Linked DNA regions of Mus musculus: regions 2, 3, 4, 5, 6 and 7 are each linked to region 1. Evidence: chromatin contacts called from public Hi-C, HiChIP or PLAC-seq and promoter capture Hi-C data. All regions are on one chromosome and are shown on one strand. Each heading gives the region's core, a stretch centred on a gene start, on an enhancer-like site or on the middle of the called end of the contact. The rest is flanking DNA. Distances are from core to core; before and after follow the strand shown. Region 1 holds the start of Necap1 (NECAP endocytosis associated 1). Region 2 holds the start of Gnb3 (guanine nucleotide binding protein (G protein), beta 3). Region 3 holds the start of Atn1 (atrophin 1). Region 4 holds the start of Phb2 (prohibitin 2). Region 5 overlaps Lpcat3 (lysophosphatidylcholine acyltransferase 3). Region 6 holds the start of Usp18 (ubiquitin specific peptidase 18). Region 7 holds the start of Clstn3 (calsyntenin 3).

What was found. Promoter capture Hi-C pulls out the DNA fragments that hold promoters and counts their contacts. Hi-C and Micro-C count contacts between places; a contact is called where the count stands out from the background. HiChIP or PLAC-seq counts read pairs in DNA pulled down with a chosen protein or histone mark.
Region 2: a contact with region 1 is called in a promoter capture Hi-C map of pre-B cells, with 4 times the contacts expected there. The contact joins the promoter of Gnb3 here to the promoter of Necap1 in region 1. A contact is called at or near these places in 2 of 39 promoter capture datasets (cranial neural crest and pre-B cells).
Region 3: an H3K4me3 HiChIP or PLAC-seq map of pro-B cells shows a contact between it and region 1, with 5 times the contacts expected there. The contact joins the promoter of Atn1 here to the promoter of Necap1 in region 1. A contact is called at or near these places in 2 of 39 promoter capture datasets (the C10 cell line and pre-B cells) and 2 of 115 datasets of contacts at active chromatin or transcription factors (large pre-B cells and pro-B cells).
Region 4: a contact with region 1 is called in a promoter capture Hi-C map of hippocampal neurons, with 2.7 times the contacts expected there. The contact joins the promoter of Phb2 here to the promoter of Necap1 in region 1. A contact is called at or near these places in 4 of 39 promoter capture datasets (the 3T3-L1 cell line, embryonic stem cells, hippocampal neurons and 1 more), 1 of 484 Hi-C or Micro-C datasets (B cells) and 3 of 115 datasets of contacts at active chromatin or transcription factors (astrocytes, embryonic stem cells and large pre-B cells).
Region 5: a contact with region 1 is called in a FOXA1 HiChIP or PLAC-seq map of pancreatic cancer cells. The contact joins the enhancer-like site here to the promoter of Necap1 in region 1. A contact is called at or near these places in 7 of 39 promoter capture datasets (the 3T3-L1 cell line, cranial neural crest, embryonic stem cells and 3 more) and 4 of 115 datasets of contacts at active chromatin or transcription factors (astrocytes, embryonic stem cells, large pre-B cells and 1 more).
Region 6: a Hi-C map of B cells shows a contact between it and region 1, with 5 read pairs. The contact joins the promoter of Usp18 here to the promoter of Necap1 in region 1. A contact is called at or near these places in 2 of 39 promoter capture datasets (hippocampal neurons and pre-B cells) and 1 of 484 Hi-C or Micro-C datasets (B cells).
Region 7: a contact with region 1 is called in an H3K27ac HiChIP or PLAC-seq map of embryonic stem cells, with 13 times the contacts expected there. The contact joins the promoter of Clstn3 here to the promoter of Necap1 in region 1. A contact is called at or near these places in 5 of 39 promoter capture datasets (cranial neural crest, embryonic stem cells, hippocampal neurons and 2 more), 6 of 115 datasets of contacts at active chromatin or transcription factors (SST interneurons, embryonic stem cells, large pre-B cells and 1 more) and 1 of 9 other capture datasets (embryonic stem cells).

Annotation. Positions count from the first base shown.
Region 1 is chr6:122,872,690-122,876,397 of GRCm38.p6, forward strand. It overlaps Necap1 (NECAP endocytosis associated 1), which reads left to right and starts at 1,868. Exons shown (of 8, transcript NM_026267.3): 1 at 1,868-1,974. The coding sequence starts at 1,880.
Region 2 is chr6:124,838,386-124,842,093 of GRCm38.p6, forward strand. It overlaps Gnb3 (guanine nucleotide binding protein (G protein), beta 3), which reads right to left and starts at 1,890. Exons shown (of 10, transcript NM_013530.1): 1 at 1,535-1,890; 2 at 1,279-1,365; 3 at 982-1,020. The coding sequence starts at 1,335. P3h3 (prolyl 3-hydroxylase 3) reads right to left here. Exons shown (of 15, transcript NM_013534.5): 14 at 3,687-3,708; 15 at 2,704-3,454. The coding sequence ends at 3,290.
Region 3 is chr6:124,754,467-124,758,174 of GRCm38.p6, forward strand. Atn1 (atrophin 1) reads right to left here and starts at 2,021. Exons shown (of 10, transcript NM_007881.4): 1 at 1,830-2,021.
Region 4 is chr6:124,710,483-124,714,190 of GRCm38.p6, forward strand. Phb2 (prohibitin 2) reads left to right here and starts at 1,807. Exons shown (of 10, transcript NM_007531.2): 1 at 1,807-2,081; 2 at 2,222-2,306; 3 at 2,580-2,659; 4 at 3,502-3,686. The coding sequence starts at 1,955. Emg1 (EMG1 N1-specific pseudouridine methyltransferase) reads right to left here and starts at 1,696. Exons shown (of 6, transcript NM_013536.2): 1 at 1,394-1,696. The coding sequence starts at 1,561.
Region 5 is chr6:124,692,321-124,696,028 of GRCm38.p6, forward strand. The region is part of intron 1 of Lpcat3 (lysophosphatidylcholine acyltransferase 3); the gene reads left to right. Among named protein-coding and RNA genes, the nearest start is that of Emg1, 18 kb to the right of the region's middle. Within about 2 kb of position 2,096, at least 141 of the 459 cell types and tissues checked have an H3K27ac peak or open chromatin away from gene starts, as enhancers often do. A contact at or near this core is called in astrocytes and pancreatic cancer cells, where this site is marked.
Region 6 is chr6:121,243,969-121,247,676 of GRCm38.p6, forward strand. It overlaps Usp18 (ubiquitin specific peptidase 18), which reads left to right and starts at 1,938. Exons shown (of 11, transcript NM_011909.2): 1 at 1,938-2,094.
Region 7 is chr6:124,463,093-124,466,800 of GRCm38.p6, forward strand. It overlaps Clstn3 (calsyntenin 3), which reads right to left and starts at 1,692. Exons shown (of 18, transcript NM_153508.4): 1 at 1,329-1,692. The coding sequence starts at 1,392.

The DNA.
Region 1 (3,708 bases), core at 618-3,117:
TGTGCTGCACGTGTAGAAGAGGCCAGTGTGTATTTCCTCATTATTTTGCTAATATCCCGTATTATGTTTGTTGGTTTTAAAATACTAAACAAACTACAAATTCTTGGAGTAAGCTGCAGGTGGTTATCGTATATCATACCTTACATGTGGCAAGAAGGAGTGTAAGATTAGGGAGAGTTAACTATGTGAAACCAGAAGTCTCTAGGATGACCAGATTTGGGGAGAAAAAAATACATAGCACTTGAAAGGTGAACCAGGGGCTGGGGCCTCAGTAAGGGATTGTCAGCACTGCTGATCCAGAAAGAGGAAACGAAAGAGTTCAATGCGGTATAGTAACATGACCGAGGCTTCCGTTGAGATCATAGGTTTAGAAATAGGAAACCAGTAAAAGACCATTTTTTCTGTCTGTTTTCTTTTTTATGTCTCCATCCACAGTGTATGTATTCTCTTTATAACATGTGTTGGAGAAGTATATGATAGAAAAAAAAGTTTTTGGTTGGGGATGTAGCTAAATTGATAGAATGCTTGCCTAGTTCTCACAAAACCCTGGATGTGATCCAAAACACTGAAAAAAAGAAAAGAAAAGAGTGTGGTGACACATGCCTGTAATTCCAGTACTATGGTGGCAGGAGGATTACAAGTTCAAAGTCATTCTTTAGTACATAATGAGATGAGGGCCAGCCTGGACTACATTGAAACTCTGTCTCCAAATAAACAGACATGAACAAACAAAAAGCTAGTGGAACTGTTAAAGGCTACACCCACTTAATATTTGGAGAGTTCTGCTAAATGTCCCTTCAAAGCAGCGTTGGATCAATTTATAGTCCTGGCAACCGTAGCCAGTCTCTACATCCTTACCAGCCAATTAAAGTCTAATTCTTTTTTTTTTTTTTTTTTAAAGATTTATTTATTGGTTATATGTAAGTACACTGTAGCTGTCTTCAAACACTCCAGAAGAGGGAGTCAGATCTCGTTATGGATGGTTGTGAGCCACCATGTGGTTGCTGGGATTTGAACTCCAGACCTTTGGAAGAGCAGTCAGGTGCTCTTACCCACTGAGCCATCTCACCAACCCTAAAGTCTAATTCTTGTTGAACTGGCTTTGCTAGGCAAAGCAGACCAATCAGAAGTAAAAGTCAACCAGTCGATAGAATGCAATGAAAGAGGCTGCTACTGGTGTTTTGGGGGGGACAAGATAAGATCAGACTTGGTTTTGCCACTTGAAGTCAGTGCCATCTAAAACATTTCTAAGTTACACTGTTGTAAGCTTACATTTATTTGCGAGTGCACAAAGAACATATTTGTGGATAGAGCTGTTTAGTACTCATCGTGATGTGTAGCCAGCTGGGCTACTCATGCTGAGGGATGCTAGATAGCATTTAGCACTGTAATCAGTCATTTTAATATGGAGAAGTCACCAACAAAACCTACAAAATTGCAAAAAAACAAAACAACCCCATGGTAGCACTTAATAGATTATGCATTGGACACTTGCTTATGAGAACAGAATGAGAAAGCAGAGATTCATTTTGTCCAACCTCTGTTTTGTTTTCGTATATTCAGTGACTTTTTTTTTTTTTTTTTCTGGTTACCGTTTGAAGGTAGGTAAAAGAGAACTGAATTCTTATTTTTAATTTTTCGCTGGGGAAAGAGCCCAACCCGAGGCCTTGGCAGGCAAGTGCTCTACCACTGAGCCTGTCTTTGCCGTTACTCAAGATGGCGAGCCAGGCGCATCAGCGTTTCCAGATTGTAACAGGTTTTGCGCCGCCTAGAGGTTAACCTCGAAGCTGTACCCGAGCGGAAGTGACGCGAAGGAAGCCGTCGGCGTCTCAGCCCGCCCCCACCCGTGCCCCGCCCCCGCGGCGCTAGCGGAGCCAAGATGGCGGCAGAGCTGGAATATGAGTCCGTGCTGTGTGTGAAGCCCGACGTCAGCGTCTACCGGATTCCGCCGCGGGCCTCCAACCGCGGTTACAGGTACCCAGGGGGATTTGCAGCCGGCGCCCGCCGGGGTGACGGTTGTGTCCTTGGGCAGCAGCCATCGGCTCGAGCCGCTGCCGCCGTAGTTAGCCTGCCACCCGGGCTGCCGGCGGCTCCGTCTACTTTTCTGTTTTGCTGGAACTCTGATTTTGTTTTCTTTTCTTCCTGCCGTCATGCGTCTTTCCACCTCTCCTCCCCATCCCTCCCCCTGAGACATCGTCTGCTCCTCGTCATCCGCAATCCATTCATGCCTGCTCCATCTGTTACTCTTGCTGCGACCTTTGGCTTGTAATCCTCCACGCGCGCGTCCGCACACGCACACGGCACGCTCCCCCCCCTCCCCCCGCGCTTCTGATCCCGCCTGACACTTGTCCGGAATGGTAGTTTTGCTGTCCACTGTTTAGATGATCTATTTTAATTGATACTGTTGTCATTCTCGCCAAGTGTCATCATCCTTTAGTTTTTTTTTTTTTTTGGGGGGGGGGGGCGCAGTAGGCACACGTTAAGATCTTGTATTCCAGTGATGAGCTATTGCGTGTTTTCATTTTGTTTGTGTGTGTGTACCCCTCCCCCCCACACATTGATTATGTAGGGATTTCTGCCTTCCTATCAATCCAGTCACCTCTCTTAGAGCTTTCCCAGAGTCAGTGCAGCATTTTTTTTTTTTTTTTTTTTTTTTTTCCTCTTGTAAGGCCTGACAACCTTGTAATCCAGTGATTGAGGTTTTGGGCTGTTGTAGGATGTTAAGGAGTTCAAAGAGAATTCGCTGGGATTTGTGTTGAAAACTCTTTAGGTCTGAGCCCTCGACACTAAATAGCTGTGTAATTTATGAGCCAATCAATGTTTTTCTTCCCCAGGCCTTAAGGGTTCTCATTTGTAAAACAGGAGAAGTAGCGTGAGAAGACTGTGCACGTCTTGTGTACCTCACAGGTTTTTATTTGTTTTAGAGGTATGTGTATGGGTGTTTTGTCTGTCTGTATGAGTGGGTATGCCTTGTGCTCACAGAGGTCAGAGTGATGTTGTGAGACATCAGATCTCCAGGAACTGGAGTCACTGATGTTGGTGAACCATCATCTGGGTGCTGGCAACTGAACCCCTGTCTTCTGCAGGAGCAACAAGTGTTCTTAACTACTGAGCCATTTCCCCAACCCCTTCACAGGTTTTTTTTTGAGAGTTAAATAAAAGAGTATAGGGTAACTAAATCGTTATAAAAATACAGTACTAGTAGTATCCCTTTTCTGACCTACATACCTTCATGGTTTTTCTCTTGCTGGAAAGTTACCTTCTCCACATCTCCATTTTGCTTCCTAACCAGAGGGTCATTCATCATTGATGAGTTGTTTTGTACAGACCTGTGCAGTGGGCCCTACGAGTTGTATATCTTTTGGTAAAGGAGTTGCCACTCAGATCTCACATTGACCATGACTGAAACTCAGCATGATGGTAGTCACAGGTACCACGTTATGATTTAGCTTACACATTGCTCTACCTGAGTCTTTGGTTCAGGCCAGCTCTCTGCGGACTTCCATAGCACTTTATGTTCATCTCTATCTCTGCTTTACTGTCCAGTCTTCTGAGCTCCAGGGTGGAATGAATAGCCTGAAGTCTTGTTAAACTGTATCTGTGGGGACTGGAAGGACCAGCATAGTGTCTTGCACCTAGTAGGCACTCAGCAAATGCTCACTGGAAAAAGAAATTGGAGCCCATCTCAGGTAAAGTGCTTACTGTGAG
Region 2 (3,708 bases), core at 640-3,139, 2.0 Mb after region 1:
TCGGTCTGCGGTACTTTGTCACCTTCAGCAAATTGTTACACACACCTTTCCCTGAGCCTTTTATCTCAGAGTTGCCATGGAAATCATGTAGAATTATGTAGTTAAGCGTCTAGCCCAGTGCCTTTCTCATAATGCTTACTCTTATGTACATATTTAATACAACCGATTCTGTTTATCTTTTTTCCCCTTAGTACTGTAGATTGAACTAGGGCCTCAGTATGATAGCTAAGAATTCCAGCACTAAAATATATCCCCAGACCCTTTCTGCTTTTTTTCTTTTTTAACATAATATTTCTATTCATTGGTAATTTCACACAGGCATTTTGGTCATATCTGCCCCATTCCTCCTAACTCCTCCCACGTCCACCCTTTACCTCCTACCCCCACACAACTTCATGCCTTCCTTTTTGAAATTTTTCTCATAACTCAACTTTTTTACTTTTTATTTTGAGCCAGGCTAGTCTTAAATCCACCCCGCAGCTCAGGTATGCTGTGAGTTTTCACTCCTACCTCAGCCTAGCTAGATTACAAGTCTGTGCCACCTGACATGGCTTGGGCTATCAATTCTAAGAAACAGTAGTAGTTTGTGTATCACGAAGAAAGAAACAATAGGCTAACAAGGTATCATGTATTGTTAGATGCATCTCGACTTTAGAAAGCTCTGTGAGAAAGCATGCATCTTAAAATCAATGAAATGTCACTTTAGACAGCTGCCAGTTTGAGTCTAAGAGAAGTCCTGCTCGCCCTACCCCCATCACTGTTCAGGGTGAAGGCCAGTCTATGTCTTCCGTATCCAATATAATGGCTGGCCCAGAGCAGATCTTAATGGATGTTTGTTGAATTAATTCATGAATGTCTTTCCTCCCTTCAAGGACAGGATGTGCTAAAAGCTCAGGCAGCAATATGTTGCTGGTCCTGAAGTCCTTGCTCAGTCCCCTCCCCTCCTATCATGCCCTGCCTCAGATGGGCAGAAGGTCTCACCTCAGCCAGAGTGATGTCCGCACAGGCTTTCCTGGCATCCTGCGGGGAAAGTGGGCATCAGGGAGGCTGTGCTAGGGCAGGGGGCATGCATATGCGCCTCACATATGGGAGGGCATGGGGCTCTGCAGTTGGGAGGTGGTTTCAAATGTGAGGTCTGGATTTAAAGTCTCTGAACCCTTCTAGATGAGAGGTGTCTAAAGTGTCACCCAAGAGTGAACCCAATCCCTCCCAGGCCACACTCCCACGTGTCCTGAGTTCTGTTCTCCAAGGTCCCCAGGACGAGGGCTCTGGGGTTACAGCAATCTGCTTCTTGAGTTGCTCCGCCTCCTGCCTCAGCTGCTCCATCTCCCCCATGGTGCACAGGTCGAGGGGTAGTTCCGGCTCCTGCCAGGGACATGAAATAGGTCCCCGTCAGACCATGTTTCTGTTCTTTCCATCCTGCCCTACTCCTGTGATGGGGGGCTCTCCCTCCTGGGTATCAACCCCAGCCCTGCCTGAGCCCTCCCCATGGGCCCCCGATCCCAGAGGGTAGAGCCGGCCAGCTCCCTCTTACTTGGGCTCTGGCTGGACTTCTCCCAGGTTTCCGCTTCCCGGGCGCCTCCTCACTGTCTCAGCTGCGATGCCTGCCTGTCACCTGCCCCCCTCTGCTGCCAGAGGAGCTGGCCTGGCCTGGCCCTGACTGAGAGGGAGGGGGGAATGACAGGGAAGGGTAAGGCCAGCAACAACCACGCCAGGCAAATGAAATCAGCTGGCAGGGGTGGGGGAGAGGCCAGGGAGGGGAGGTATGTGGCTTCCAGAGACAGGTCAGCCTGGAGGGGTGGGAAACAGGCCCGTGGACCAGAGAAGAGCAGCACCCCTCTTATGCAGCCACAAGAAGGGGGGTGGGGATAGAGGGGTGCTTCCACGGTCAGTCCGCCAGCAGAGATAAGAGCATCAGCCCACGGATCAGAGACAAGCCGTGAGGATTACTGGTTGCGTTTGGGGAAGTAGAACAGGAGCAGTCATAGCTCCAGTGACCTCCCCAGGCCCTAGCCCCAACCTGTGGTCATGATCTTGGCCTTGTTCAGCAAGCGGGCCAGGAGCCAGAACAGGAGGGTGACAGATGACCCTGTTGTCAACACTACAAACCATGCTTCCTCGTTGAGGGCTGTGGGGAGGGGTGGGGAGGGTCCAAGCAGAAGCTGAGATTAGATGGGCTGAGCAGGATAATCCCTTTTCTCGACAAGCCCCGACCAGCTGCCCTTGGGCCTGATCCTAGTTGGGGGAGTTGACAGGGAGATGGGGGTGGGGGGAGCTGGGCCCATGTGCCCCTGTGTTGTGGGCAAAGAAATGACTACAAAAGAGAACAGAGCTCTGTGTCCTGCTTCTCGGCTGGGGTCTGTCCTCATGCATCCACACATGACTCCCAGGGTCTTAGTGGACTGTGAAGATAGGAGCCAGAGGGAGGGATGGCATGGCTTAGAGTTGGAGGCTCACGGAGCAGCTGTGGCTGTGGCAGTGGCAGTGGTGGTGGTGGCAGCGGCGATGGGGCACCGGGAGGGGGGGTGCGGGGGGGGTCTATTTGCATGAAGCAGCAGGTGGCTGAGATTTCCCTGACAAATCACTGGGCTGTCATGGCTCCACCTCTGAGAGGCCCCAAGACACCACCTGTCCCCACCCAGGCCAGTTCTAACCAACCCCACCTCCAGCAGCCACCAAAACTGGGATAGAGCAGACCAGGCCTTGGCTGGAGAGCCTCATGATCATTATTTATTGCACAGGTTGGGAGAGGATGGGACTGTCTCCTCTGTGTGTTTCTTTTCTTTTCTTTTTCTTTTTTTAAAGATTTATTTATTTATTATATGTAAGTACACTGTTGCTGTCCTCAGACGCCCCAGAAGAGGGCGCCAGATCTCATTACGGATGGTTGTGAGCCACCATGTGGTTGCTGGGATTTGAACTCTGGACCTCAGAAGAGCAGTCAGTGCTCTTAACCGCTGAGCCATCTCTCCAGCCCCTCTGTGTGTTTCTTATTAGAAGCAGTTGCTCTGCACTCCTCCACATGCCTGCCTTTCAGGGAGGCATAGTGATTTTTGTCTGTCCTGGGGACCTTGCAGGTCCCTCAGCTGGGGCCAGACCTGGCTCCCGGGCCTGATGTGCTGTAGGCTAAGTCTGTGTAGCAAGCTTGTGAGTCCAGGGTCTGGTAGCCCTTGTAAGTCCCCGAGATGGTAGACTTGGCATGCTACTATGTTCCTGATATCCTCCAGAGCCTTCTCATCAGTTCCTTCCCAAGTTGAGTGGCCTGATCCTGAGAAGCAGGCTCAGCCATTCACAGTTCCTCTCGGACCCGGACCCGGCGGGGCTTCCCAGCTTTCTCCTGGACTCGCTGAAGCTTGTGACTTGGGGGTTCTGGGGAAGGGTCTCTGCTGAGAATGTCTTCCTCCTCTTCTTCCTCCTCTTCCTCCTGCAGCAGCTCTTTGGCTTCTGTCCACTCCTGGGAATGGGGAGAAGTGTGGTTCAGTCTCCTTTATCCACCTCTCCTGGGCTATCTCAGTCACCCAAGCTTTGCTGGGGGTCTCACCCACTCACAAACTTCTCCAGTGACCACCCCTGGGCTATCTCAGTCACCCAAGCGCTTTGCTGGGGGTCTCACCCACTCACAAACTTCTCCAGTGACCACCTGCCCACCTGCCCACCCCCCCACCCCCTCACCTCTTCCTCCCTACCTGTTCACTGTGCTCAGGTGCC
Region 3 (3,708 bases), core at 771-3,270, 1.9 Mb after region 1:
CCATAAAGCACAGAGGAGCAGATAATGCAGCCTGGTTAGAACCCAGGTCTGTTGCAGGAACTAGAGGCCATCTCATCACACCAAGAAGGTGAAGCGCAAAGACAAGAGAAGTGACTTGCCCAAGGTCACAGAGGGACATCGGTCTCCCAGCCCCCATTCCAGAGCATCCTGCTCTGCTCTAACCTCTCTCATAGCCATCGCCCCTGGGCCACCCTCACCCAGACAGGCATGGAGAGCTACGCTACATTTGTAGGTTCAGAAAAAAAGGCCAAAGATCAGTTGAATGAAAGGGTCACCCTGAGAACTGACAAAGAAGGAAGAGAGACCCAAAGAGGAATTCAAGGAGATAAAGTAGTTTAAAGAGTCAACCATTTATAAGACAATAAGAGTGGTAGAGGCCGACAGAAATTGCCCGCGGTGATGTAACTTGGTTGTTTTTTTTTTATTTTGTTTTTGGTTCTGGAGCTCAAACCCAGGGCCTATTGTATGCATGCTAGGAAATAACACTGCTACTGAGCTACCCCCAGCCCAAGACAATATAGTTTGAACAACAACATTTTCATCTTCGCACCATACCCAGGTAGAGGCTTGCAGGAATGACCTGCAAGCAACAGGGTTACTTGTTCCAATAGACTTCTGGAGGAGAAGGGATGCCTCCTTAGGAAACCCTACTTGGGGCAACACCAGAAACATCTCCCGGAGACCCACCAAGGACAAAGCTACAGGCTGAGAGAGGCCCAATCTACATACTGAATCCCCACCTATTGGACTTCCCACTGTCTCACTACCATGGCAACAAAATGGATAAAAAAAAAAAGTGCCCCCCAAGAGACCATCCCAGGGGTCCATCTGGCAGCCACTATTACCACCTTAGTTGCCAGAGCAACTCCAACCTTTCAGGAAAGGGAGCTTTAGGGTAACCTACCCCAGGCACAAAGAGATCTCTGAGATCAAGGCAGTAAGGAAGTCCTCCTATGGGACAGCCAATGCTCTGGGGGTGAGGGTGGAGGTCACAATTCCTTGGAATGCCTATATGATTGCCCAATCTTCTCTTCTTTCCCATCCTCCCAACCTTCCCAATTCTCCCTTCAGTATCCCTGCCTTTCTTATTCGTGTTAGGAGGACTCACACTACCAAGACTCAGTGCCCCCCCTTCACGAAGTAACTAGGTCTGGGATTAGGAAAACGGGGTCAGAGGTGACCAGGATTGGGGGAAAGAAAACTGAGTCACAAAAGATATGGCCTTCCCATTTCCACCCCAAAAAACGTCGGTCTTCTCAAAGCTGGGCCTCTCCCGGTTCATCTCCATTCCCCCCAGGTTCAATCCCCCGTCTCGGCAGCTACAACCCTCATTTTACCACCTACCACACCCCTTTCCCTGTTCCCAAGACCCGCAACCTGGAAACCCGGTGCTGGGCCTGTGGGGTTACTGGAGCCTTCACGCCCCACCTCGCTGCCATCTCTCCGATCCGTCCTGCCTTCTCCGCGAACCACCCGCACAGCATCCCCCGGTTTACCTCCGCCAAGTCTCCACCTCGGCGTTCCTCCCCTTTAGGCTCTGGTCCTGGCGACGCTCGGCCCCGTCAGCCCTCCTCCCAAAACCCTCCTCCCCCCACCTCCCGAGCTCGCGACTCCCAGGCCCGCGTCCCTCCTCCGGGCGGCCCCACCCCCTGAGTCCCCAGCCTCGGGCCCGGTCGTGCCCGCAATGAGGGAACGCGACCGGGAAAATAACAAATGGAGGCGGCGGCGGGAGGGGGGACCGGGAGGGGTGGGGGCGGGGAGCCGCGGGCCGGAACGGGGCGGCCCGGGCCGGCGGCAGCGGACCTTACCTGCGAGCAGCTCGGGACGGCTGGCTGGCTGCGAGTGCGGTCGGGCTCCGGCGCCTCCCGGGGACGGCGGCGGCCACTCCCCGCCCCTCCTTACAGCGCGGCTTCAGTCGCTGCCGCGGCGGCGGCGGCGGCGGCCCCGGCCCCCCCGGAGGGCGGCCCCCATGCCCGGCTCCCCGCGCAGCCCCGATCGGCTTCTCGCGCTCCTCGCCCGCCCTCCCGCCCGGAACGCGCCGCCCGCGCCCGCCCCCGCCGCACCGCCCGCCTCCGCCCGCACTCGCGGTCCCGGCGAGGCCCGCGACCCCCGACCCTCCCGCCGCTGGTGCCGCGCGCCCCTAGCCCGCCCCGAGGCCTGCCACCCCGAAACGCGTCCTGGCCCGAGGCCCCGGTCGGGCGCGGGGCTGCGGGCGGACGGACAGGCTGGGCGGCGCGTCCGGCGACTCGCACAGGAAAGCGGACGGCGGAGGGAGGGCGCTCGGGAGAGGGGGATGGGAGCAGGGAGGAAGAGGGAGAAGGAGGGAGCGCGGAGGAACGGAGGAGAGAGAGGGGCCCGGAGGAGACGCGAGGGAGGGAGCGCGCGGCAGTCGGGGGGCGGAGGATCGGGGAAGGGGAGGCGCCGGGCGAGTTGGCCGAAGCCGGCCGGGGCGCAGAGAGAGAGGGCCTCGCTGCGCAGAGCGTGGGGAGCTCGCGGGCCCCGCGCGGGAGAGGGCTGGGTGGGAGGGGCTGTGGACTGCGAAGGCAGACCTGGGGAGGCTGGAGAAGTTTGGGGACAAGAGGGGCTGTGGCAGGGGTGAAGTAGGTGGAGTTTGGGGAATTATGAAGTAGAGATTTGGATAATGGGACTGTATTGGAAAGATGGAGAGGAAGGGCCAGAAGTAGAGGCTGGAGGGGTTTAGGAGCTATTTTGGAGAGCCTACGATGGAAGTTTGTGGACCTGGGCGGGAAAGGATGAAGACGTACTAGGAGAATGGTGTTTCTGGAAGAGATAAGCGTTTAAGGCAGTGATTGGTGTTGAGAAGAATGCAAACCACAAGAATTTGGGAATGATGAAGGAAAGCTGGAGGCAAGTCCGGAGATCCCTCTGTGGGAGAGAAGGCATGAGAAGTCTCAGAAGAGGGGTGGAGGGCAGAGGATGCCTATTCTAGAGGGAGACTGGGGTGGGCTGGGTTGGTAAACATGAATGTGGGGACTTCCAATCGAACTAAGAACTATTTCCTTTGGCAAATAAAGTGGAGGAGAATGAATTAGAGAGGTCTGGAAGGAAACACAAGATAAATAGGGCTTTTGTGGCAACGTGGTGGGAGGGCCAGTGATGGGAAAAGAGAGGAGCTAGAGACGGAGGGAGAACCCTGGAGGAGTGACAGACTGGGGTCCAGGCCCTAGTGTGGAAGAGGTAACTAAGAGGTGGCACTTCACTTTTGGGCCCTTCATTTTCTCGAGGTTCCTGAACTAGACCTTCTCAAGTCTGAAGTCATTACTAGTAGCATCTTTGGTCATGGTCACAGAAGGGATGAAGTGGGGGATTAGGTGGAAAGGACCTACATACATTTTAGGGTGCCCAGGTTCCCCATAACAATTGTAATATGGAAGTAGTCCCCAGCACAGACTACAGCATGCTCCTCCCAACTCTTCTCCAGTCAGCGTGCCAGCCATGCCCAACCTACAGCCATGAAGTCAGCACCCCCATCACTCCAGTGGTGCCTTCTTCTGGGCTCCTTCTCTGGCCCCAAACCAGCAGCAACATCTCTCAGGACAAAGGACACTAGAGACAGGGTGATTTTTGGCAGCTGAAATTGGGAAGGCTAGAGAAAGGGAGGGAGGCAGGCTGGGAGCCCGGAAGAGCTGGAGCTGGAGTCTGGATTGGGAGCCCTTAGTAGTTCAC
Region 4 (3,708 bases), core at 557-3,056, 1.8 Mb after region 1:
CACAGAAGAGATGGCTCAGCGGTTAAGAGCACTGACTGCTCTTCCAGAGGTCCTGGTATTCAATTCCCAGCAACCACATGGTGGCTCACAACCATCTGTAATGGGATCCGTTGCCCTCTTCTGGTGTGTCTGAGGACAGCTACAGTGTACTCAGAAAAAAAATAAGTCTGGGGAAAAGAAGTCGACGGGGAGAAAACCACTTTTCTATTTGGTGTCCATGGAGGATAGACGGGAAGACTCTCACCTCGGGTTACTGGGAAACGCACTCCTCTTAAAGGACTGTCAATCCAGATCCTGTGTGGTTTAGTTAGTAAGGTACACAACCACTTTACAAAGGAAAAACAATCTTGTTTTCTCACAGTCACTAGGAAGGGGCTAAGGACCAAATTTAAGCCCAGGGCAGACCTGGCATGGTGAAATTCACCTATAAATATTCTAATATTTAGGAGGCTGAAGGTGGAGAGTTCCAAGCCAACCTGGACTGCATCCCAAGACTGCCTAAAACCACCACCCAGCAAGAGAATGTGTGTGTGTGTGTGTGTGTGTGAGAGAGAGAGACAGAGACAGAAACAGAGGGGAGCAGGAGTTTGGGAGGGAACTTCTGGGCCTACACATTGAACAAGTTTAGCTCTGAAAGGCAAGACATACAAAAGAAGGAAGGAGCCGGGCGGTGGTGGCGCACGCCTTTAATCCCAGCACTCGGGAGGCAGAGGCAGGCAGATTTCTGAGTTTGAGGCCATCGTGGTCTAAAGTGAGTTCCAGGACAGCCAGGGCTATACAGAGTAACCCTGTCTCAAAAAAACAAAAAGAAAAAAAGAAAGAAAGAAGGAAGGAAGGAGGGGGCTGGAGAGATGGCACAAACTTTCTTGTATAAGACTCAAGTTAGGTTCCTAGCACCTTCATGAGGTGGCTCATGGCCACATGCAGACTTGCATGCATAAATAAAGGTAAAGTAAATATTTAAGGGGGAGGGTAAAAAAGCAAAGACAAAGGCTTTTTAAATAATCTGATCCAGACATACTTCAGAATAGGTAAATACAGAACAAGCTGCCAGTCAAGCCCCATTTAACAAAATAAAGCATCAAGTCCTTGGTAGTAAAAGGCTGGGGAAGTCACTGGCCTTTGGAAACGTGGGAACCCTCAATAGACAATGCTTCCCTCATTTTGCATTATACATCACAGACTCCGTGATAAGTCAACTAAAAGCAAGGCGAGGGCTGAAATGAAAGTCCAGAGCAAAAGGACTACCCCCAGGATATCAACAGCCTGGAAAACTAGGTCATTCTTCCAGAGCAAATTTCAAGGCTCCGCTTTTCCATGCACTCTGCGGCCCTGGTTCCCACACAATCTGATCCATCAATTCCCTACCTCCGCACTCACTGTTCAAAACTACCTTGACTGTCTCCAGACTGGCCCCTTCCAGCACCACAATGAGCCTCCGGCCTCCGCACTTGCTTCCTGCCCCAAGCCGGAGCTTCTTAGGCGGCGTAGTCTCCCAGTCCTGCTCCTGCACTGAAAATCGCCGCTCACGAGGTTGGAAGCCACCACTGGCCGCAGACATCTTGTAGGCAGACCGGAAGTTGCACCGAAGTCCTTAAGTTAGAACTTCACGTCCGTCCTCACGGCCAACTTCCTTCGAGCTGCCATTTTGAAAGAGGGCGCTCGAAAATGGCGATGCCCGTACGGAAGCCTCTCCGGGAGGGCACACCATTCCCCCCCACCAAGAGGCGGGACTTCCGGATGCGCCATTCCTGTGCGCGGAGTTCAGGGCCGCCCGGGCGGAGGGGGGCGGGTCCGGAGGGAGGCGCACTTCCGGTGCCCTTTCTCCCGCGAGCTCTAAGGCCGCCGATCCTCGTGTGCAAGGCGAGGTCTGTAAGCTGGAGCGGGGCAGAGGCTGGCGGGCACCCCCTCCTGACCGCTGGTGCCGCCGCCGCCGCCTTCGGGAGGATCAGACATGGCCCAGAACTTGAAGGACTTAGCTGGACGCCTGCCCGCCGGGCCTCGGGGCATGGGCACGGCGCTGAAGCTGCTGCTGGGGGCCGGGGCGGTGGCCTACGGCGTCCGCGAATCCGTGTTCACCGGTGAGCAGCCTCCTTCCGCTGGCCGGACGTTGCGGTCCCCAGACCCACGGTCCTGCTATCCCCCAGGTGTCCCCGTCCCACCTACGCTGACCAGCACTCGGGCCAGTAGCCTGCCCTGACTCCCACCCCTCTCTCCGCAGTGGAAGGCGGTCATAGAGCCATCTTTTTTAATCGTATTGGTGGCGTGCAGCAGGACACGATCCTGGCCGAAGGCCTTCACTTCAGGTAATGGCGGGCAGAGCGAACAGGCCCTGACCCTTCACCCTTGACGGCTGCAGCCAGACTTAACAATTCGGAGCTGCTTTACCCCTTCCTCACGCCTGCTCTTGAGGACAGTGGCTGCCTGAAACTCCAGCAATGCATAAAGGGCTGTTCTCGACTGGGAAGAGTCCTTGTGGTCGTGGGGAGGAACAGGCCCAAGGACGAGTGGTGAGGGGAACCATCAAAATCAATAAAACTGCAGTTTCCCAACTCCTGTCCATGACCTCTCCTCTCCAGGATCCCCTGGTTCCAGTACCCCATCATCTATGACATTCGGGCCAGACCTCGAAAAATCTCCTCCCCCACAGGCTCCAAAGGTAAACGTGGGCAACTGGGAGCCTCAGGGCACGTGGGGAAACAAATGTAAAATGAGCCTGGCCAGGCTGCCAGAATTGGTTGTGTTTCTGAGGTCTTGGTTTCTACGTCTGCAAAAGAGCCATGCCTCACGGTTCAAAAAACGGTGCATTCCAGTACTTGGCATGCATGCACGTTTTAACGTTACCTTCTGCCTAGCATAAAAGGGATAAGAGTTGCCTTTCTTCCTGGCTGCCTAGGTCCAAGTCTGTTTTTAAGGCCTTTTTTTTTTTCTGTTGATTTGTTGATTACATCCACAGTACACCTTGCTCTGGAGAAAGTGCCCCCACTCTTCACTAGCTGTTGCCCTGTAGACCATAGTTAGAAGGCCTGCCTTTGAGATTCCCCAAGCCTGGGCCTCATTCCCATGTACACACCGAGGCAAGTAGCCCACAGAAGTGTGCTTCTCTGTTGCTGTTTGTGGTGTGTGTGGTTTATGCGTTTGCTAAGCCATAGGCCTTGGAAATAAAACACAGTTCTGGTTCTCAAGGCCCTAATGGCAAGGGGGAAACCCAAGATTATGCTGCTTGGTGGAATCCACTTTGGAGGAGGAGTAGCAATTTATTAAAAAAAAAAAAAAATAGCTGTACTGGTGGAAGGTCCATAGAAAAGATTCCACAGTAAACAAGGGTCTGCCTCGCCCATCCATGTTGTTCACATGCTCTGTGTTGACATGACTATCTTCCTGCTGGAGTGCTAGGCTGTACAGTAACACTAGGCATGGTGGGAAGCACTCCTAGGAGAAAGCGCTGGAAAAGGGGGAATTTGGCCTTACCCGGCGGCCACTGCTGACCTCTTCCCTCAGACCTGCAGATGGTGAACATCTCCCTGCGTGTGCTGTCCCGACCCAATGCCCAGGAGCTCCCCAGCATGTACCAGCGTCTAGGGCTGGACTATGAGGAGCGAGTGCTGCCGTCCATTGTTAATGAGGTGCTCAAGAGTGTGGTGGCCAAGTTCAATGCCTCGCAGCTGATCACCCAGCGGGCTCAGGTCTGACTCCTATCACTGTCTG
Region 5 (3,708 bases), core at 846-3,345, 1.8 Mb after region 1:
ATGGCTAGAAGCCATCAGTATCCCTGAGATCTGCATGGTTTGGGGAGCTTTTGTTCTGTCGCTGCTGCTGTTTTTGGAGACAGGATCTCTCTGTGTAGCTCTTGCTGGCCTGGCTACAAGTACTCACAGCAATTTACCTGCTTCTGCCTCTCAAGTGCTGGGATTAAGGATGTGGGCCACCACGCTCAGCTGTCTCAGAGGTTTTGAAGCAGGGTTTTTGTGATGTAGTGTCGCTGAGGTATGTGGCTGCAAGCAGTTACCAGTAGGAGGCCATTGCCACCACTTATGGGTGAGATATAGGGACGTAACTGAAAATTATAGCACGTATGCCCTCCCACACACACACACACACAGCGAAAGGAAGGAAGGAAGGAAGGAAGGAAGGAAGGAAGGAAGGAAGGAAGGAAGGAAGGAAGGAAGGGGGAGGAAGGAAGGAAGGAAGGGGGGGAGGAATGGCCTGGAGATATGACTCAGCAGTTAAGAGCATTTGTTGCTCTTTCAGAGGACAGAATTTGATTCCCAGCACCACATGGCAGCTTTATAACTGTCTGTAACTCCAGTATCAGGGATGGGACATTCCTCTTCCGGCCTCCATGAGTATGAAGCACATACATGTGCACATTCATACATGTGGACAAAACACTGTATAAGATAAATCATCTTTAAAAAGCATAATTATCATAATTGTAATTAACAAAGAAGGCAAGAGAAGGCTGATTTAGGTAGAAAATCAGCTTTAGTTATACAGCATTTGAGAGAGTACAAAATGTCATACTAAAAATATCCAGGGAGGACCCAGGGGACACAGGACTAACCTAGGGAAAGTTAGTGCTGGCGTAGTTTGGCATAAAGATCATATTAAGTTGTGTGAGCATCACGGAGTTTTCACAGAGGCAATACAGCAAAATTAGAGAAACAAGCTTGAAACTTTTAGGAGCCAGAAAAAGAGTCTTCAGTGGGAGTGTGGGGAAGTTCAGCACTTGCCTAGCATGTGAGGCCCTAGTTCAGTCCCCGACATGGGTGGGCGGGAGGTAGGGTGTGCTGTAGAATTGATATCAACAGCTGGTTCAGCACATAGCACTTGGAATTCCTCCTTCTTCCTCACATTGGACAAGCATAGCTTACTCTCTGACCCAGGTCCTTCGGTCTGCTGCCTGACCAAGTGGGGCCATATCGTATTCCTGCAGAGTTCGTAAATGGCTAACGGGATGAAAGGCTAAGGGGATGTATCATATTTTAATGAAAACAGTTCACTTCTGTTTTCTTCAAGTGAAGCAGCACGCCCCTCAACTTCAAGATTAATGAGTAATTGTACAAGTGTACAGGAAATAAGGAGCTAACACTAACACAGGCAGTGTGACGTCCCCGGTCCCAAACACAACTCAGTGAGAAGCACAGAGACCCCAGGGAATAGTCTCACTGTGCTGTTAACCCGCTGAACCTGGAGTCCCTGCCCCTAGCTGCAGCCCGTCAGTACACAGCACATCCTGGACTTTGCTCTCCTTAGAACGAGCCCTGTTCTAACAGGATCCTTGACCTAGGGCCCCGATGCTTCACCAGCGATAACCTCCTTCAGCAATCAGAAAGGAGGAAGACTGAGTTCTACCACAGGTTCTCAGATCCTCTGACCACCGATATTAAAACCTGTTTGGTGAGATTAAACAAAAGCCAGTGGCCTGTCAAGCTCAGGATTCCATTCCCAGGGCCATTGTTAGGGTTTTAGTGGTACTGAGGCCTACTGCTCGTAGACTTGTGTGCAGCTCATTTTTAAAGTACATGGCCTTCCGGTTAGACTCTGGTGTGCAAGCAGGTGCACGTGTCACGGTGCTTGGTGTTCTTGACGATTCGTAGGTGATGGTTGCCACTCTTATCAAGCACCAGTTCCCACAAAGAAAGAATTAAGACTTGGAAATAGCTTGTAGGGCACCACTCTCCCTAAAAACAGCTTCTCCCTGAAGGGGTGACCTAGCTGCCAGGCTGCCAAGCCTGCTGAGCTGGGCAGCTGCCAAGAGCAAGGTTCAGTGTTTACATACCCACCATGGGCCGGGGTTGTCACAGCAACTCACCCAGCACAGTTTGTCCCCTCCTTCCCTTGGCAACTTCCGAGCAAGCTTTGCCCTCACCTCTTGTGGTCTCGGTGTTCTGGGTAACCCCGCTTTCTCTGTTCTTTTGATTTTCCTGCCTGTACTTCAGCTTCTCACATACTCCCCAGTCTGCGCTATACTGACCTGAGTGGGACCATGCAACCTGCACTCCTCCCAACTTCCCAAGCCAGGTCCCCTGCAGCAGCCAGAACCAAAGCTAGCTGGCCTGTACAGCGTCTGCAGGAGCACGCCCGAGACCCTGGCTCCTGCCATGTCTGCTTTCTTGGTCTTATAAAATTATGCTTTCTAAATTCCCTGGTAAGTTAGAAATCGGGGAAGGATCTAGGCTTGGCTGGCCTGTTGAAAGCTCAAGACGTGACCCTTGACCCCAAAATAGCAAGGGAAAAGACAGGAAAAACGTAAGCCGTGAACACAAGAACTCAGAATTCAGGGCAGTGTAGGTCCTGCAGAGTTGAGGCAGCTTCCCACACCCCAAAGGGCAGGAAGACAGCGTGGCTCTCCTGAAATAGCAAGGTCCAGTATTATCGAGAAATGTTAAATTAGGGCTGGGAGAGTACAAACCCTGGGTGTGGCCCAGGCGTGGGAGGTGGGAGCGGGGTTAGGGATTAAAGGCCAGCCTCAGCTATAAAGCTAATTCAGGCAATCTGGCATACACTAGACCCCATCCTTAAAAAAGAAAATTTTAAATTCTCTTCAACTGAAGAGGACAGAGAAATGCATTGTGTTCTTTACTTTTGGTACATCTCACATGCTTAAAGGTTTTAGTACTCAAAAAGATTAATTCTATCTATCCAGAATTTTTTTTAAAGATTTATTTATTTATTATATGTAAGTATACTGTAGCTGTCTTCAGACACACCAGAAGAGGGCATCAGATCTCATTATAGATGGTTGTGAGCCACCATGTGTTTGCTGGGATTTGAACTCCGGACCTTTGGAGGAGCAGTCCTGTACTCTTACCCACTGAGCCATCTCACCAGCCCCTATCCAGAATTTGTGAGCTCTCCCAGACAATTAGAATCTTCTGCCTCAGCCTCCTACCTGAATTCAATCCCCAGGACCTGTATAATGGTGGAAGAGAGCAAACTCCAAAGTTGCTATTTGATTCCAAACACTGGCTGTACACACGTGTGCATACACACACACACACACACACACACACACACTTATATACAATAATATATTTTTTTAGAGTAAAAAGTTTGAGGTTTTGTTTGTTTGGTTTTGAGGTGCGTTTTCATGCAGCAGACTGGCCTCTCACTTGCTATAAAGCCAGAAATGTCCTTGAATTCCTGATCCTCCTCCTCTCCATCCCAAGGCTGGGATTTCAGGTCTGTGACCACCACGTCTGGTTTATGTAGTCCTGGGGAATCAAAGCAAGAAAGTGAGTTCCAGGCCAGCCTAGGCTATATAAAAACAATTACAAGGAACCAAGCATGGTGGCGCATGCCTTCAATCCCAGCACTCAGGAGGCAGAGGCAGGAGGATCTCTGTGAGTTTGAGGCCAGTGTGGTCTACATGGTAAGTTCCAGAACAGCAGAGCTACATAGAGAGACCTCGGGTCAAAACAAATAAACAAAAACGGGAACTCTGCGTTTCCGTG
Region 6 (3,708 bases), core at 688-3,187, 1.6 Mb before region 1:
TTGTGGATTTGCTCACTTAATTCTGCTTCTGGGCATAACTAGTCTCTCAGCTCTACCAGTGCCCTCTCACGTGGACCCATTCCTCACCCTGCCCGTGTCTCCTCAACACATGGAACCCCACTCCAGTTCTCTAGGCTCTGAGGCCCAGGCGAGCCACATCTGCTCTATATATGAATGGATTCTCTAACTAGAGTAGGTTCTGACATGGGTGGTGGGCATATTGTCTCTCCACCAAACCACCATCCTGGGTCACTGTGGGGCACTGCTGGAATCTACTTCAGGAATGCTTACCAGCTCAGTCTACCACCTGGTTAGAGCCCTGAACTTTTCTGAAAGGCAAGGAGAGACCAGGGGTAAGAGCATGGAGAGTCCTACTAGGAGTTATAATGGGTTCTTGCATCATCTAGGTATCTCCTGTCCATGATTGACACTAGTCCACTCCGTACTGGTACAAATGCCAATCACTTGCTTCACTGAACAAGCAGGGTTGGGAAAAAAAAGTTGCTTGGCTATAAGGAGCTGTTTGCTAATCACCACTGGGAACAAATACAGTTTGTTCCCTAGAACTCTACAGGTACGATATATTGATCAAACTATCACATTTTATAACATCCTCTTTTCATCCTCCCCCCCCCCCCCACCAGTTTTTGATGTTCCTGTTTTTGGATACAACCAAACAGATAGAAGAAGAAGAAGAAGGAGAAGAAGAAGAAGAAGAAGAAGAAGAAGAAGAAGAGGAAGAAGCTGGTCACATAATTGATTGATTTGCAAATGTATTGGAGACTTAATGTATTTGTCCATGATATGTGCAGATGCCACATTGTCTACCTCAACCACTGATCAAGAGACTTTGTTTTACCCTGAGGGCCATACCCCACTTTCTATTTCCAAACATGGACATCTTGGTTTATTTTCAACAGCTGTGTATAACTCATGCTTCACACACACACACACACACACACACACACACACACACACACACACACACACACACACACTATAGGCAGGCAGACATATTTGTATATCTTACGTTGAACTACAATAGCAAAACAGAATATAGACTCTTCCAGATTTCATAAAGTCCTGGTAGCTTTCGATTAGGGGTATGTATCTCTCTGTCATCTTTGTCCAGTGCTGGGGGTAGGGAGTGGAGGACCCCTCTCAGAACAAGCGCATGGGGAAACCTCATTCTGACTAGCCCAGCAGCTAACAGATCCCCCTCTCCCTCAACTTATAGCCTCATATACAAGATACATCTGTAAAGAGCTAGCAAGCATTTCATGTATGTACATCCCAGAGCCTCCAAACCCGGCTCGGCTTAGACTGTATTTGTTCCTCGCAGAGCTGTACCTTCATGGCCACCTCGTGTGCTAACTGCAATGGTCTGCTATTTTCCACAAATGGTGGGACTGGTCAGAGGTCCCGTTAGAATGTTGCTTTCAGCACTTAGCCATTTGTCGTCCTGAGTTAGTCATAACCTCTTTGATAAAATAAAAACATTTTATCCTATAGAATTGGGGTTAAACGTAGAGGCACAAAAGAACATTGTGCAGATAAACTTATCTTCAGTGTTTAAGGATAAGCCTGGCAATTAACAGAGATGAAGTAAATGTTATCGCTGTCTCCTTACCCCCTGGGGACAGCCTCAGCAAGGGAGTTATCTGCTGCTGGCTTTCAGAGCAGAAGGTACAGCAACTGGGAGTATTTCCAATCTTAACATTGCAGATGAAAAAAGAGAGCGTATCCAGGAGTTACCGGGCCAGGTCCGGCTTGTCGTGTCCTGGTGTAGGCGACTGGACTGCGGGTTCTGTAGGGGCGCGTACAACCGCTCCGCCCGCCCGCCCGGTGCCTGAGTTTCGCTTTCCTTTGGATCTAGGGGAAAACGAAAGCTTGGCGGTGAGGGGGGCGTGGCCAGGCGTGCAGAAGGCTTGGCCGGCAGTGCCAGGGCGGCTGTGCCTAGGGGACAGCAGACACTCCTGAGCTGAGAGGCTGGGAGGCAGCAAGACTGCTCTGCTCCGCGGTGCCGCGTCCTCTTCTGTAGCCCTTTGCAGATGCTGCTCGGTCTTCGCTCTTTGGCTTGACTCCGTGCTTGAGGCAAGTTTGGGGCTAACTTTGAAAGTGTCCTTTATCCGCCAGAACTTTGCTTATACATCTCCAGATGATTAGGAATTTCCTTGGGTTCTGCAAATAGTGGCGGTCTGTATTCTTGGCATGTATATACTGGGCCAATGGATTTGCTTCCCAAGCATTTATATTATTCAGACTGTAGTCGTGATTTATGTTTAATTTAAAAAAGTAATTACCAAAGTGGCTTGTTAAAAATTCAAACAATGCAGACAGATGTGTAGAGTTGTTTCTCTTAATTTGCAACTCAGTATCATTTTTATGTATACTTTATCAGAAACATTTCTAATGGATATCTTTAACATTGCTCTGTGTCTTGCTTCTTGTTCTGTGCCTTTCTAGACCAGTATTTTAACTGATGCGTTGTATGAGAAGTGCGGATTTAGTTAAATAATTCATGGACATTTAGGTTCGGTCCTGTTTTTCCTGGGATAGACGTTTTATCAACAAATATCATTTTTATGCTCTTGTGCAAATACTCAGTCACACGTTAGGAGAAACTCCTAAAATAGAAACCAGCGGACTGAGAAACCGGAGAGATTTTTGTCCAGTATCATAAGTCAGGGTGCTTTAGACCTGTTCCCTGGCCTGTTTTTCCATCTTCTGTAAAGAAAGCTAAATATACCTTTAAGAAAAAACAACAACAAAAACCAAACAAACAAAAAAACACAACCTCCCCCAACTCCCCTGGAAGTCCAAGTTTGTGGTGTTTCAAAATTACAACTTAACTTCATACTTAATATCTTTAGAATTAACTCAAAAAGTGAGGCAAATATTTCAGAACATTTTTAGAATGTTTCCTGTGAAGTGTCCTTTGTGTGTTTGAATACCGTCACCTCCTTTGTTCATAAGAACTAACTGGGCAGAAAGTGGCGTAGCAGATGAGGTGTATGCTCCCTTCTGACTCACTACGCACTAGCAGAAGACTTTAAAAAGAGAGAGAGCTTTTTGCTTGCTCTCTCTCTCTCTTTTTCTTCTTCTTTTTTCACTCTGGAAAACCGTGCTTCATGGTCTTGGCACTTTTACGCAACATGATGTTTATAAGGAAGAAAATCACGTTGTCTCCCAATTGAGTGTATCATGTGACTGGGCTGTGGCCAGAGCCCCAATGGGCACATGAAAGGTGTATCAGCATCTCCAGGCTGAGGGCATGTCTAAGGACAGGCTAATGCATATCATCCCACACCGGCCAGAGGAGCCCCAAGTAGTGTGTTAGTCTGGGTTTCCTCTGGAGAGATCTGATTTTGTCTGTTACAGCACCATAGCTCAGAAGAGGCGAGCAGATTGTTAAGAATGAAGGCAACGCCCAGAGCAGTAGTTCATACCTTTAGAAATCCCAGGGATTTTAGCCCTAGGAAGGCTGAACGAGGCAGGGGGAGTAGAGTTTGGATCTGGTGTTTCAGCTCACACTTGTAATCACAGCATTGGAGGGGGCCGAGGCAGGAGTTTTGCTGAGACTCTGAGGCTAGCCTAAGCTACATAGTGAGATCCTATTTAAAAACACCTGTGCGCAAAAGTTTGAGGCCAGGGGATTTCAATACCAGGGCTTGTCTCAGAAGGTTTGAAGACCAGGCTACTTAGATA
Region 7 (3,708 bases), core at 442-2,941, 1.6 Mb after region 1:
GGGAAAACATACATCCCTAGAACCAACCTCCACCACTTGCTCCACCTAACTCCACTATGCCCCCCATCCATGTTCCCAAAGGCAGACATGGAGAGGGGAGGATAGATCATCAGAGAGAAACTGAGTCACCAGAGGGCTCTCACCCCAGTGTCTCATGATGAGCAAGAAATTTTGATTTCTGTCCATTCCCATAACCACAGCCCAACCAACATCCTGGTATCTGCAGGCCTCTCCATTTCGTGGGGATGACCACCGTAACCCTCTCCCTTAATGAAGGCCTCGAGATGGTGTATGGGAGGCCGAGCAGGAAGTGAGAAGAAGCCTGAGAGCCAGGAGGACCACCCTGAGGTAGGAGCTCCAGCCAGACATGGGAGACAGCAGACAGAAGAGCAGAGGGTACCAAGGGCCGAGCCAGGCACCCTACAACCCTGTCTTTATGCCCTTACCAAATGAGCCCTCCTTCCTACCCCTGTCTTATGTCTACCTGCTGCCCTATATCCGTTCTTCATCCCTTCTTTGCTTCCTGGCTCTTCCTTGATTTCCTCCTCCCCCACTTCTCTCCTTTCCTCCTTCTGCCTCTACCTTCCTCCTTTCTGATCCACTTCTTATTCCCACTCCTCACCTCCCCTTCCCTCCTCAGATTCCCTTCTCACCTCCTTCCTGGAGCACCCCTCCACACACACCCTTTTCTTCCCTTTTCAGACTTTCTCTGTCCCCTCTACCTACCTGAACCCTCGGCCCCTGGCCCCAACCTCCCCTTCCCTCTGACAGTCTCACCCAGTTGAATTTATCTGCTCTCTGCCAGAGAGGGCAGCTGTGGTAACCCACAACCCAGCGGATGCAGGCAGAAGGGTATGGATGCAGAGAGACACGAAAATACATACGTGCTCGGAATTACTGAGCTGCGGTACACAGTTTCTCCCCAGGAAGGGATGAAGACAGCCAGATGGATCTGCCACACACCCTTAGTATGCATGAACACCCAGTGAAACGGAACCTGAGGGAATGTCACCCTCGGGGAGCAAGTCCCTTTGAGACAGGAGGTATCTACCAGCATGGAAGGGTTGGGGGAGGGGGCAGAGAGACCCCAGGTGGGAACAGATATACAAGCAGGATGTTAGGCAAGCACATGTAGAGATGGACCAGCGAGGAGGAGCTGGCCCTTGGAAGTGAGAGCCAGTCTGAAAAAAGGATGGAAAGGGGGTGGTGAGAAAGGAAAGGACACCTGTCTCGGACACCAGAGAGCCTGAACATCCCCTTCCCTCCTTACCCCCATATTGCTCAGCCTGACGCCCCAGTTCAGAGGCTCCCATCCCCGTCTATCTCACCTTTGTTGCCAGAGCTGATTTGAAGCAGAGAGGCCAGCAAAAGGGACACCAGCAGGAGGGTCATGGTGCGGTGCTAAGCACGCCAGGCCAGGCGTTCCTATCCCCTGGGAGCCTCAAGCCTGCTAATGCCACCTTGGGGGAGAAATGCAGAGACTACGAGGGAAGGGCAGGGGGACAAGATCGGAAAGGAGCCTGCCGACCACTCTAGTCCATATAGCAGATGTGTTCAGACCCGCTGGGTGGCTGAGATGGGGGACTTGCAGTAGCTTCTCTCTTCAGTCTCCAGCCCAGCGTCCTCACTCTCGCTTGCTCTCTCTATCTCTCTCTCACTCCCACCCCATCCCCGCTACTGCAGGATGACGTCAGCACAGCCAGGCAAGGATTGATGGGGCCGCTGGCCAATTAGAAGACTGAGGGCACCAGGTGCTGCAAGGGGGGGTAGGGAACCAATGCGACTGGGGAGCAGGGGCGGGAGAATGTGTTAGGGCTTTTTCCCCTGGCTGCAGTTTGGGGGAGCAGAGGAACTGCGGGGGCTAGAGAGGAAGCAGGAAAGCCATGGAGTGGGTAGAAGATACGAAGGATATCAGAAGACCTAGCCGAAAGGCAGGAGGTAGGGTGAGACAGAGACGTCAAGAGCCTTGGGGGTGGCCAAGAGAGGCAGTATCCACGTCACCCACCCCCAATTCTGCATTAACCTCTTTCCACAGCCCATTCCATTAGCTAGTCCCTGCTGCGTGCTTTCTGGAAACCTGGAGGCAAAACCTCGAGTAGGAAATTCTAGCATTTCAGTTCCAACTCAGGGCCCTGTGGGCGACAGCGGAGGGCCAGAAAAACCTAACGGACAGATAGACAGACAAAAAAAAAAAAAAACAACAACAACAACAAAAAAAAAAACCTATGACAAGAGCCCTAGGTGAGGAAGAGGAAGGACTCCCGGCAGCCCTTTCCACACACGCTCCTGGAAGGGCAGTTCATCTGCATCTGAGATCGTCTTTTCTTACTGCTTACAGTCCCTGATTTCCCCACCTTAAACTGTGATCGAGCTGCCCCACATCATTGGTCAGTTTGGGAGGCAAGTGGGCAGCTGCAGACATGGTACACAATGATTTCAATATCCTCCAAGCCGTTAGGATGTGCCTTGGCTGAGGGCTGATGGTATCCAGGACTCGGAACTGAGAGGGAAACCCTGGGTCCCAAATCAAAGAGTATAAAATCTTCAGCCTTCCCTTGAACTCATCCCTCACTGATGGTCATTTCCTCTGCCTCCCCAAACATGCCCCAGAAGACCAAGAACACCCGTTTAAGAACCATATTCAGCCAATGGTAAGGGGGCAGGGGAAGAGCTGTGAAGGCCTAGAGTCCAGGCCTTTAGTACTGTGGCTCCTGTCTCCTGTGGCGGTCCTCACTCCCAACTCACACCTCTGAATGCCCCCTCCCTCCCCTTCCTCTCAGTCTAAGAATAAAGCCAGAACTCACAGCTGCTCCACACACTGCCTGCCACAGCAGCCTCCAGTGGAAGCCCGTCCCTCGGGGTTCCCAAACCTGACCGAAATGACTCGGAGGCCAAGACTGACACTCAGAAAGCTCAAGTTCTGAATGACAGACAGCTCTAAGGTCATTCCACAGAAAAAGCTGAAGCCAGGAATGACTTTGTTAAGTCTCAGTCGCTCCAGGGCTACACACAGCAGACCAGAGCCCATCACTGCAGCGGGGCAGAGTGGGGCTGCATCTCTTTATATATATATATATATATATATTCTAAATAATTTATTTTAAAAATGTATTCAAGGCCTTATAATCTTGGAATTTCTTGGGGTTTTAGGCTTTAGACTTTTTTTTTTCAATTTTTTTTATTAGGTATTTTCCTCATTTACATTTTCAATGCTATCCCAAAGGTCCCCCATACCCACTCCCCAATCCCCTACCCACCCACTCCCCCTTTTTGGCCCTGGCGTTCCCCTGTACTGGGGCATATAAAGTTTGCAAGTCCAATGGGCCTCTCTTTGCAGTGATGGCCGACTAGGCCATCTTTTGATACATATGCAGCTAAAGACAAGAGCTCCTGGGTACTGGTTAGTTCATATTGTTGTTCCACCTATAGGGTTGCAGTTCCCTTTAGCTCCTTGGGTAATTTCTCTAGCTCCTCCATTAGGGGCCGTGTGACCCATGAAGCTGCATCTCTTACTGCAGCAAGGAACCAGCCCTACTAAAGCCCTGGTTAGCTGGGTCTTCCCACACTGTGTGTGGGGACTGACTTGAAGTCTGTGAGCCTCCTTTTCCAGACAGCCCCCTTGACTCCCCAGTCTACTCCTGTCTACACTGGGAACAATGTCTCCCTCCCAACCTGTCCCAAAAGAACTTGGAACACTACCTAGATGTC